Linked DNA regions of Rattus norvegicus: region 1 is linked to region 2. The links are chromatin contacts, called in public Hi-C maps. All regions are on one chromosome and are shown on one strand. Each heading gives the region's core, a stretch centred on a gene start, on an enhancer-like site or on the middle of the called end of the contact. The rest is flanking DNA. Distances are from core to core; before and after follow the strand shown. Region 1 has its middle 6.5 kb from the start of Trnah-gug10. Region 2 overlaps Nfib (nuclear factor I/B).

Region 1 (5,874 bases), core at 625-3,124, 310 kb before region 2:
TATTAATTAATGGCATTCTTTTTCTGTAGTTTTAAGATTAATGACATTCTTTACTATATTCAAGAGGCTCAACTACAATGGCAAGAGATTATTTTGTTTGATTTCAGTGAATCTGACTTTTAGAAAATGTTTTATTAGTTCTGCAATCATATTTACCACCCTCTACTCTTCCAAGAGCTAGCCTGTTTCTCTGTTCGTCCAACTATGTGCCTTTTTTGGTTTTTTTTTAACATATCAAGTTATTCTTAGATGTGTGACCTTTGCTGGAACAGTGTGGTTGTCTTATCGGGGGTTATATTCTTGGAGAACCCTGACTTGCCAATAGCTTCTTGACTAGGGGTGGGATTTCATGCCTAACTCACCTCTCTGTGCTGGCATTCAATGTGTCTTGGACTGGCCGAGGTCTTATGTGTGACGTCACAACCTCAGCAAGTCTAAATGTGCGGCTGTCCTGATGTGTCCTTGTAGCATCCACTGCCTCTGACTCCTACACTCTTTCCGGCCCTTCTTCCTCAATGATTCCTGGGCCTTGGAGAGGGACGTGTAAGATATGATAACTAGAGGGCTGAATATCCTGCACTCTCTTATTTTCTGTGTCTTTGGCCAGTAGTTGTGACCAAATATATATTCATTTGCTCTGTAACCTAGACCTTCATGTCCCTCACATTGGCCTGTCTGTGTGGTCTGTTAAAGGTTGTTCAAACAACACGATACGGTTACCTACCAGTTAAAGATCCAGAGCTGCATACCCTCACTTCATTACCGCCAGCTGTAACCAGACATTCTTCCTCTCTTGCTTTCTGCCGTACAATGGAGCAGAGCTATTTCATTGGGGCCCATGGTTGATGCCTTGCACTGAAGAGGCTTTATAGCCCTGGATGACATTTTTGTTTCTACTTCAGTCAACTTTCAGAAACAAAGAAAATCTCCATTTATTTGTCTGACCAAGTCACACTCTGAACAACCCCGAGTAAATCAGCTACTTTTCTTTTAAAAAAAATGTAGTTTCTTGTTTTCAGCCACTCTCTATTCTCCAGTTACGAAGACTATATTTTAAACTTATTTTTCCACAATGAAAGCTCACCGATCCATAGGAAATGATTTGTTAAGACAGGATCTGACGAGCTAGAGTTCACTTTTAAGGAGCAGTGCTGAAGCAAGAAGGTTGTTTCTCAGGTGCCCCGAGGATGCCCTAAGGTGTGGCGCCCCAGGAGAAGCAGTTGGCTTTGCAAAAGGCTAGCAAACTGTTGTGCTTCAATCTCAAGGATAAGGGCAATGAGAAGTAAAGCCTGGGCCACTTCTCCCTCAGCATCTCAGCCACGGGAACCATAGTCTAAAAACCCTAACAGGGCCCCCAGTTCTTCTAAGGTGGGACTGATAATTCAGTTGCTGACAGTCTGTGGGAGATTTGGGGGTGTTGGCCTCCAGGAAGGGAAATTCCAACAGAAGCAGATTCAGAAAGCACGCGTAGAGAGACCTGGGTTAGCCCCATCTCTGCTACTTCCACTGCTTGGCTTCAGACACGACCTCTTTATGGTTTGCTCATCAGCAAACAAGGAGCAGTTTTAAAGTTAGACAAGACGAAATGTAGTTGGGAAGAATGCTCCCTCTTGCCCTCCTCCCCCTCCCAAGAAACTCTGTTCTGTGTGGTTTGTGTGGACTTCCCAGACCTCAAAAGCTGACAACCCATCGACAAAAGGCTTACCCTGGACTCAGTGACTTTGATTGGTGGCAGTTCTATGACACTCTTGTCTCTGTCGTGTAACCGCATGGCAAAAGTAGGTGCTTTTTCCAAGTCCTGGGAACGCTTGCTGAGCTGGAAGGCCCTTTTCTCATTATCCAGGATAAAAGCAGACTGCCACTAGATGGCACTGCTTGTTGTGGATCAGAGACAAGGAACTCCTTTCTGTCTGGGCAGGGAGGGGCCAATTTCACACATTACATCAAGATCTAAGAACCAAACAGACCCCACCTAGGAGCTGGGGAAATTACCTCCACAGGTTGTCTTTATCCAGAGGTGATTTTAAAGGAATATATTGTGTTTGGATGTCAATGTTCAAAGGCTCCAAGGCAGAAAATACCATTTCAAAAGAAAGTGTGATTAATGAAGCCACATAAATCCCGCCGAGCCGGAGCCATGTCAGGGATCACACCACACAAATCAGACAGCTGGGAGCCCCTCTCACATTCTCCTGTTCCCATTTCTATGTCGCTGCATCCCTTGCCTCCTCTTTTCCTCTTTGTCATTTCGTGAACACACGGATCCCCAAATCCAAACCAGGAGGAATTTTGACCAGAATTTTTGGCTGCAGCTGCCTTCAAGCTTGGGTCTAGCCATTTATGCTTTCTTCTTTCCCCAGGAATTCCAAAGACAGGCAGAGGCCGTAACAACCATAGCCTCACTAACTGCCTGCCAAACCAGAGTCAAGTCTGGATCTTTCCATAGCCCAGTCTTACTCAGAGACAAGACTGCACTAAAGAATCTACCCCCAGATTTCCTTGAGACACAGTGCTTCTGTTTCTTTGGAATCCTGCACTTCTGTCAGCTGCTACACGTGTCCCGTGCTCTCCTCGGTTTTTTCCACCTGGGTGCACAGCCTTACCTTTCTCTTTCTCGAATACCAAGTTCGCACACTTGTGCGTTATTTGCTGTGCTAGGAGCACCCTCAGGGCACTAGAGAAACGTAGTCTCCTCTGTCTAGTCTGCAGTGTCTGCTTCCAATGAATCCAGTTCCTAGAGTGATGGTAACACCAAAGTTACCACGCTATCTAAAGTAAGGAGCATGGTGCTGTCTAGTTGCTAAACATTTGAGCTCCCAGGCAGACACCTCTATTTAAACTACAAGCTGGGCACCCATCACAGGCAGATAATTTGGTCTCTTCTTGTGTCTCTTTGTCCACGTACACCATGTAACTGACAAATACACCCTACAGAGGGGACGGGTAGACAGCCCGAGCTAATAGAACAACAGCACAGAGGACAGTGTGGAGGCAAATTCTCACCTTGGTTGTTATTACCCTCATTACTAGAACTTGGATTTTAGGTTTTGAAATTATTGTGTGTGTGAATGGTGTATTCCTGGGCACTCACACCATGGCGTGGCTATGGAAGTCAGACAAGCATTTTGTGGAGTCAGTTCTCTCTTTCCACCTTTATGTGGGTTCCAGGGGTCAAACCAAGTTGTCAGGCTTGCTCAGCAAGCACCCATAGCTGTTGACCTTCTCGACGGCTTATAATTATTATAATTATCACCATTACAATATGCTAGGCACAATGGCAAGTAAAGAGGCTAGACGACTGGATGAAATAGGTAACATCTTTGCCCTAACGAAAGAAACAAAATTCATATGGCACAATTCAGTAAAAGAGTGTGAAAAAAACAAAGCAGGTCACAAGAATGATAAAGATATGCACAACCACTTAACCCCAGTTGGGAGCCTAGAGCAATCTTCCTTTTATTACCAAGAGCCCAAAAGACTGAGAAACAGTCTTTACAGAGATAACTACTGGATAACACGTGCTCTGGCTCTTGGGTGACGAGCACAGGAAGGAAAGAGACTTGGTCCCCTCTTGCAGTCTCAGCTTGGCTCTCATGCAGTGTGACCTGAAGGACTCTTGGCATCATTGTGCAGCAGGAACAATTTGCATCTTCAGGGGCTGTCTTAATGTCTGGGGATACTTTTGAGTGCCTAGGACATGGCAGAGGCGCACACGGGGCAGCATCTTCCCTTTTTGTCTTTGAGACGGGGTTTCTGTGTAGCTCTGGCTGCCCCAGAACCTTTTTATAGACCAGGCTGGCCTCATATTCACAGAACTTCACCTCTCAAGTGCTGGGATTCAAGGCATGGTTCCTTTTTTCTGCTTTTAAGGAATCAAGAAGTATCTGGTTTGATCCATACACTCCGTGCACACTGTAGGAAGTATCATTATACCGTAATAATAAAGACAGGCTTTCAATGAGCTCAGTGTCTGTAGGACGAATTGGACATGTGGGTGGGCTGCTATAATCGAACAAACCACGTCATCTCATAGGAACAGGAAAATCCTTGGGAGAATACAGGACCCATTGCTTATAGAGAGGCTCTGCTCGTAGAAGGGACAAGCATGCAGTCTAGAGGAGGATCTGTGGCATGATCGCAAACACTCTCAAGCTGTGAACAGGAGGCTCTGTTTCCCTTTAAGCTGAGTTTAAATTGTTCCCAAGTTACAGTTCTGGAGGAGGTGGGACTGCTCAAAGACTGGACCACTCCTGTATTCTGTCAGCCAACTTCTTCAAAGCATTTACTCAGACAGTGGGGTAAGCAGAGAGTTGAATAGAGGTGGAGAGAGAGAGAGAGAGAGAGAGAGAGAGAGAGAGAGAGAGAGAGAGAAGAAAGGACATGCCTGCCATGTACTCTTCGAGTAAACCAAAGTTCTTCACATTTTCTCCTCTAACTGGAAAGATAGAGATAAATCCCCATAGATTGTCCTGAGATTAGGACATTTCATCCCTTCATTCTTTCAGTTTAATGAAGGTTTGTTGGATGTATATTGAGTGTGTTAAACTGGGTGCTGTTCTGTGTTTTGGGAGGAAATAGCGTTTGACACTAGGCATCTGCAGGGAATTGTCTCCTTCCCAATAAACAGGAAAGTACAGATGTCCATTTAAGCTATTGTCACAGGATGGCAATCTCACAATCCACAGTTGGGCTCATAACGAGTGTTCTCTGAATACCCAAGTCAGGACACAATAGTCCCTAAAATTCCAAACTGAAACTCACATGCATACGAAAGAAAATACAGTTTTTTTTTCCTCTCATCTCTCTGTCCTTCCTGGTGAGCCCCCACTCTACAGGTATGCGGGCAAATAACTAAGAAAACGTCTGGGTGCATTTGATTCCAACCCAGAAATATAAATACGCCACATGGCTAATCGTTTGTCTTTCCAAATGCAGTTCAGTATCAATTGACCCAGGGTCTCCCTCAGTTCTCAGAAAGTACAGCGTTGAGGAATGGGTGGCAGGATTCATCAGTTCTCACAGGTACACAGTGAGTGGGACACAGACCCCTGGCTCTAGTCTGTCTCACAGGGCCACGAGTGGCAGGCAGTGTGCTCTGGCTTTACTCTCCTTTGTCGGGGTCTCCTGGACTTTTGAGGCTGACTCTACCACTCTCACCTTGACCATCTGATGGTGTTGGAACTAGTGGGTATATGCCACAGCCACACCATATTAAAAGCTGTGAAACTGAATCCCAGACATCAACCCTGCCTGTTCATACCTCATCTTCTAGGGAGGAGCCAACCACTCTGGCCTCTGTATTTTCCAAGTTCGCATCCCTATTTTGCAGACAGTCACCCCTCTAAGGCTTGATCAGTTCATTTTCTGCTTTCCACACTCTCTTCAAGCATCCTTCAAATGTTGCCAGCACTAAAAATGTAGTTTCTCTCTCTGTCCCTTTCTACCTAGATATTTCTCGTGTAAAATGCTTTGCGATCCCCAGATGCACTTACTCAGCAATAAAATAATCAAAATACAAAAAACAAAAAGAACAAAGAGAAAGCCCTCCTGTCCTTCTCTAAAAAGCCCATCTTGCTGAAACAGACAAGAATTCATCTACCCCCAGCTGCTGGGCCAGTGATCTCTATGGCAATGGTACATAAGATGCAGCAGTAACAATGATTAGAGAAGGAAATTACACTCATATATTTAATATCTACAAAGAGCATACCACTTTTAAGATAATAGAATGTATCTCTTTGTCCTCTAATTGAGTAGCTCAAGGACTGCAGCTCTGCTGGTCGCCTCTGGGGAAACTGTGGCAGGGTTTTCAAGCTCAAATAGGTTTTGGGAATGCTGAGTTAAACAAAGTTAACTCAGTTTATTTAATGTGGA
Region 2 (5,405 bases), core at 1,569-4,068:
TTGCCACATCCAACCCCAGCTCAGAAACTCCCTCTGGCACCAAATGACTCTTAGGTTCCTCCTAGGTTACAATCTGCAGGACCTTTCTTGCTTTGACCTTAGCATTAATGAGCCAGTCTCTCTCCCTCTCTCCCTCTCTCTTCCTCTCTCTCCCTCTCCCTCTCTCTCTCCCTCTCTCTCTCTCTCTCTCTCTCTCTCTCCCTCTCCCTCTCCCTCTCCCTCTCTCTCCCTCTCTCTCCCTCTCTCTCCCTCTCTCTCCCTCTCTCTCCCTCTCTCCCTCCCTCTCCCTCCCTCTCCCTCCCTCTCCCTCTCCCTCCCTCCCTCCTTCTCTCTCTCTCTCTCTCTCTCTCTCTCTCTCTCTCTCTCTCTCTCTCTCTGTGTGTGTGTGTGTGTGTGTGTGTGTGTGTGTGTGTGTGTGTGTATGCGCTAAGTGGAATTTCCTGCTAAGCAAACGCTTAGTTGCTAGGGTAGACAGTCAAAAGCTGGAGGTCTGCTTCCACACAGGTGGCTTCACCTTCTAGGAGGTTGACAGGGGCTGGATCGCTCCAGCCGGGCACTGCAGTGTTTGTCCTTTGTCCTCCTCCATGCTCAAGCCCTGTTGTTTTTGCACAAGTGAGTTTTGTGGGTGCAAACAGAGAGCCATCACTTGCTCTCTTTAGCCCCTAGCCTGACTCTTGCTTGCACTTTCAGATCCAGGGCCAGTGTAATTGAGTGTAAAAGAAAGCTAAAGGACAATCTAAGAGTAACATAAGCAGAAGTTACTTTAAAACCCTGGATGGGTGATTTATGCTAAAGAGAAACTGGATTTATCGTTTCATTTTCCCTCCTCGCCCTTCACCCCTTTGGGTGAAGTGGGTGGTTGTATGTGTCCGATGGCTTATATAAACAGAAGAAGCCTTCAGATGGCTAAAGTAAACAGGAGCGTGTTACTGAAGGCCATGTTTACACAAACCATTTGCTCAGCCCCTGGAATAATGAATAAATGAAGATTTTACTGAAATAATTGGAAGGTTTTTTCCTGCTTATGCCACAAGTGAACGGCAAAGAGACTTTTACCAGTGGTTTTCCATGTTACCATGTTACGTGTGTTCCCAGTTCCCCTCTCAGTTGAATGCTTCATCCTGTCATTACTTTACACATGTTTTTGTAAGAAATTGTCGTTTATTACTGCAATTCCAGAGAGTTGCTTGATTTCCCAAGAGAAGTTTAGCAGCCAGTAAAGGTTATTTGGATCTGACTGGTCAGGAGGAGGGTAAAGCGCAGGGGCAGCCGTGTGCATTTCATGCTCAGTAGTTATTGTGAAACACTGCTTTCTTTATAAAATGTATGTTCTCTTTCAAAAGACCAAAATCCAAAAACTTACGGAGAGTTTTCAGTAGGTTGCAACCTGCATTCACATATGTATGTTTACGTACACAGATAAGTGGCATGTGTGTGCACAGTCCTGTTCCTATAGAATTAAGTTACTTTTTACATCAGTATTATTGGGACCATCTCTGCACATCTCCTAGGTTAGCATTTCCTGCTCAGGATTTCTTTTTTTTTTTTTCTTTTTCATTTTTTCTTTATTAACTTGAATATTTCTTATTTACATTTCGAATGTTATTCCCTTTCCCGGTTCCCGGGGCCAACATCCCCCTCCCCTTCCTTATGGGTGTTCCCCTCCCCATCCTCTCCCCATTACCGCCCTCCCCCCAACAATCACATTCACTGCGGGTTCAGTCTTCTGCTCCGGATTTCTTATTCTGACACAAACCTGCAGTCCCGGCAGCTGGGTTGTCCCTGCAGTTCCTGGGGAGAGCTAGATTTCCATCTCCGAATCTTCTTTTCAGCTGTTAGCTCTAAAGTGTTCAGATTTTTGTCCTCATTCTGGGGCCCTTGCACTGCTCCGGACTAACAGAAATAGGTGAGTCTTTGGTTCAAGGCTGAAAATGACAAGATCGGAAGGTGCGCAGGGCAGTGTTTGGTAACAGGTTAGCTGCTGTTACTTTGAACAGTCTCTTGAAAGCAGTGACTTTCTCTTCTTATCAGTGTCACTTGACACCTGTCAGGAGAGAAAACCTAAAGTTGTTAGCATTTTATTAAAATTATCCGAAATGGCTTTTAACAAACACACAGTGTCTCCCGATCTGGCCATTGAGAGCTGTGTAATTTTCACCTACCTTTCTCCATTTGTAAAGAAAGATTTGTCCAACTGGACGTTTCCTTTTTTATCTAGACAAACTCTTCAGAACACTTCCTAAGAAATTAATTGTATTCCAGCCAGACTTGCATGCTGCCATCCCACAGGAAATGGGTCAGCACTCCATTAAGATGCCATTAGATAATCTAATTTGGAGCTTAATCTCTAAATTAACCATGCTCCATACTTGAAGCATACTTGAGAGAAAGAAAAAAAGTTTACGTTTGAATCGATAGGGGAGCCGAAGCGTGAAGAAGGCTGTTTGTTTTTTCTGTAGCTGTGGTCACGTCTCAAGCCGTCTGGTAACCAGGAGAAACCAGACATGATGTAATTCCAGATTGAACTTGAACTTCAGGGACTTAGCATGGGGGAACAATGGGCCATAGGAATCAATAATGTCCATTTTCCACATGATTATGTCTGGAGCTTTGCCGTCAACCTTTCTGGATGGACAGTGTGACCAAAACGAGATGATCCAGGGACAAGATGTTAGAGGAAAGAGAACAACTTTCTCCATGTTATTTTCAGAGCAGCACTGCAGATGCCAGTGGGATTAGAAAAGTTCCCCCTCTGCAGTAAAGTGGTAGCCTGTTCAGAGCAGTCTTTGTTCGCCTAGGTAGGACAAACTTAATCTTCCGTTTCCTGTCAGATGGTTTTTGGCAGCAGAGCCAGAGAGGGAGGAGCAGGATTCAGAACATTCTCAAATGCAAACCTTACTGGTTAACCCTTTGCAGCTAAAGGAAGTGTGCTAAATGCTGACCTTGTTTGAAGATGGTTTATGCAAAGCACCGTGTAAACACGCACATTCTCTGCTGAGGAAGTCAGCTCCATTGCAGCCCACACATTACTTCATTGTTGTGACCTAGGAGCTGGAAATAGGTATATTGGGAATTGGGTCGCATTTAAATAATAGAGCTTAGAAATGAATATATGTTATAGGAAATGTTACAGAAGTAAAGGCAAAAGCCTGTTGAATTTCCACATAGTGAATAATAATAATATTTCTGTAGCATATCAGAAAGTATAGAAAGTGAGTTTTCTCTCCCTCATTTACTTCATTGTAGGAGTTCCCTGCATATGCGAACACAGTGAAAGGCCCAACATCCTAAATACAATTCTTAACTTCTTTTCATCTTACTCTTCAGAATTCTGTTGTAAACAAGTCCTCTCCTTTAGAAGCAAAACTGTACAGATAATACTAGTGTTTGCTTTTTAAGAGAAATCATTTGTGAGAAAGTCTCCTGGCTGTTATACCAACTCTCTTTCACTTAATATGCCTTTGGCGATCCTCTGTGTGAAAGGCACTATTTCGGAGGACTTTTTTTTTTTTTTTTTTTTTTTTTTTTTTTGCAGGGAAATGTCTGTAGTTGAAGAATCACTTATGCAAATAAGAGGAGCAGTAACCCTTGTAACAATAGCATTGAAAAGAAGCCCAGGGGTGGAGAGGAATACAGACCAGAGGAAGGCTGAGAATCAACATGTGGGCTTCCCTATGCCATGGTATGGGAGGACGGACGGAAATGACTACAGTTGGCCTGTGTGTCTTTATATTTTTTTTTTCCTTTTCGTTTTTTTGGAGCTGGGGACCAAACCCAGGGCCTTGCGCTTGCTAGGCAAGCTCTCTACCACTGAGCTAAATCCCCAACCCCGTGTCTTTATATTTTTAATTGGCAATAACATCCCATAGCTTCATAAGTGTGTGTGTGTGTGTGTGTGTATATATATATATATATATACACGTGTATGTCCTATAATTAATAATCTTCATTATTTTCTACCATAGGTTTATAGCTCTAAAATATGAGCAAGATCAAATCAAATTGCTTTTAAAATATGCTTTTAATTTGCTGATTGAGGGGAAGAATTTCCTCTTAAATCCTATCTACATTTAACTGTTGTAAGCGAGTAAATGTTGTGACTTTTTAAGTGCCCAGGTTCCCTTGTTGGAGGGCCTTCTAGCCTCATGTGTAGACCTCCCTAGTAGAAGAACAGAGGGTGGCGATGATCTAGGTTCCTGTACAGCTGCAGTGTTCGCGTGTGAAGGCAATATTCTGTGAAGTCTCTCTCAGATTAAGAACTTCTCTAATATATGATATCTTTAAAAAAAAAAAAAAAAACTGGGGTTGGGGATTTAGCTCAGTGGTAGAGCGCTTGCCTAGGAAGCTCAAGGCCCTGGGTTCGGTCCCCAGCTCCGAAAAAAAAGAACAAAAAAAAAAAAAAAACTTGGAAAATACTTTCACTTGTGCATGTGAAAGTGAACCTTCAATCCAGCATAGCCCAGAAGCAAAGCCATCTGAAACAGTCGAATATAAACCAGCGAGGTTTGACAACCTCCGTTTGATGTTATTTTCCTAAGTGTGGCTCCCCAAGGATTAACAATAAAAAAGGCCATTTACCTACTTAGTTAAGAAATAAATACATTTCTCTTTCATTACTATGAAGTGCTATTGCTTGCAGTTAGACTCATTCTACAAGCCACCTGCAGTTTATGATATTTGGTGTTTCCCAGAGAGCCCCCTGGGGTCCTTTGCAAAGCAGGTAAGAGCTAGCTGGGGATCTTTCTGGTGTAGACTATTACAAATAGTTATCATCATTAGAAATCATCTTGCATGCAAATAGGATCATTCGGATGGTGATAACAATCATTAAAAATGGGAAAAATAAATCAAAGAAATCCAGGACCTGTATACAGCACGCAGTATATTTCACTTTCACTTTGGCCCCTGGTAAAAGGGGGCTCGAAAGCAAATTACAGTCATACATCCACATCTGCACATACATTAAACAAAGATGGTATTACTGTCAGCTGGAAAACAGCTAGCGTTGCATAAATAAATCACAGTTACGAATGTGGACATTGGACTCAAGAATTATTCTTGTTCGGGAGTTCTAATGGATGCAAGTGTCAGCTGTACACCATTGGATGGCATGTAAAATTCACCTGATACACCATGGGATGGCATGTAAAATTCACCTGATACACCATGGGATGGCATGTAAAATTCACCTGATACACCATGGGATGGCATGTAAAATTCACCTGATACACCATGGGATGGCATGTAAAATTCACCTGATACACCATGGGATGGCATGTAAAATTCACCTGATACACCATGGGATGGCATGTAAAATTCACCTGATACACCATGGGATGGCATGTAAAATTCACCTGCAGTAGAAATACAGGGACATGAAGTTGAAATGTTTTTCACAGAGAAAG

What was found. Hi-C and Micro-C count contacts between places; a contact is called where the count stands out from the background.
Region 1: a Hi-C map of psoas muscle shows a contact between it and region 2, with 2.2 times the contacts expected there. The contact joins two enhancer-like sites. A contact is called at or near these places in 2 of 12 Hi-C or Micro-C datasets (the A7r5 cell line and psoas muscle).

Annotation. Positions count from the first base shown.
Region 1 is chr5:102,123,796-102,129,669 of GRCr8, reverse strand. No RefSeq gene overlaps it. Among named protein-coding and RNA genes, the nearest start is that of Trnah-gug10, 6.5 kb to the left of the region's middle. Within about 2 kb of position 1,874, at least 8 of the 93 cell types and tissues checked have an H3K27ac peak or open chromatin away from gene starts, as enhancers often do.
Region 2 is chr5:101,817,029-101,822,433 of GRCr8, reverse strand. The region is part of intron 11 of Nfib (nuclear factor I/B); the gene reads left to right. Among named protein-coding and RNA genes, the nearest start is that of Nfib, 200 kb to the left of the region's middle. Within about 2 kb of position 2,818, at least 23 of the 93 cell types and tissues checked have an H3K27ac peak or open chromatin away from gene starts, as enhancers often do.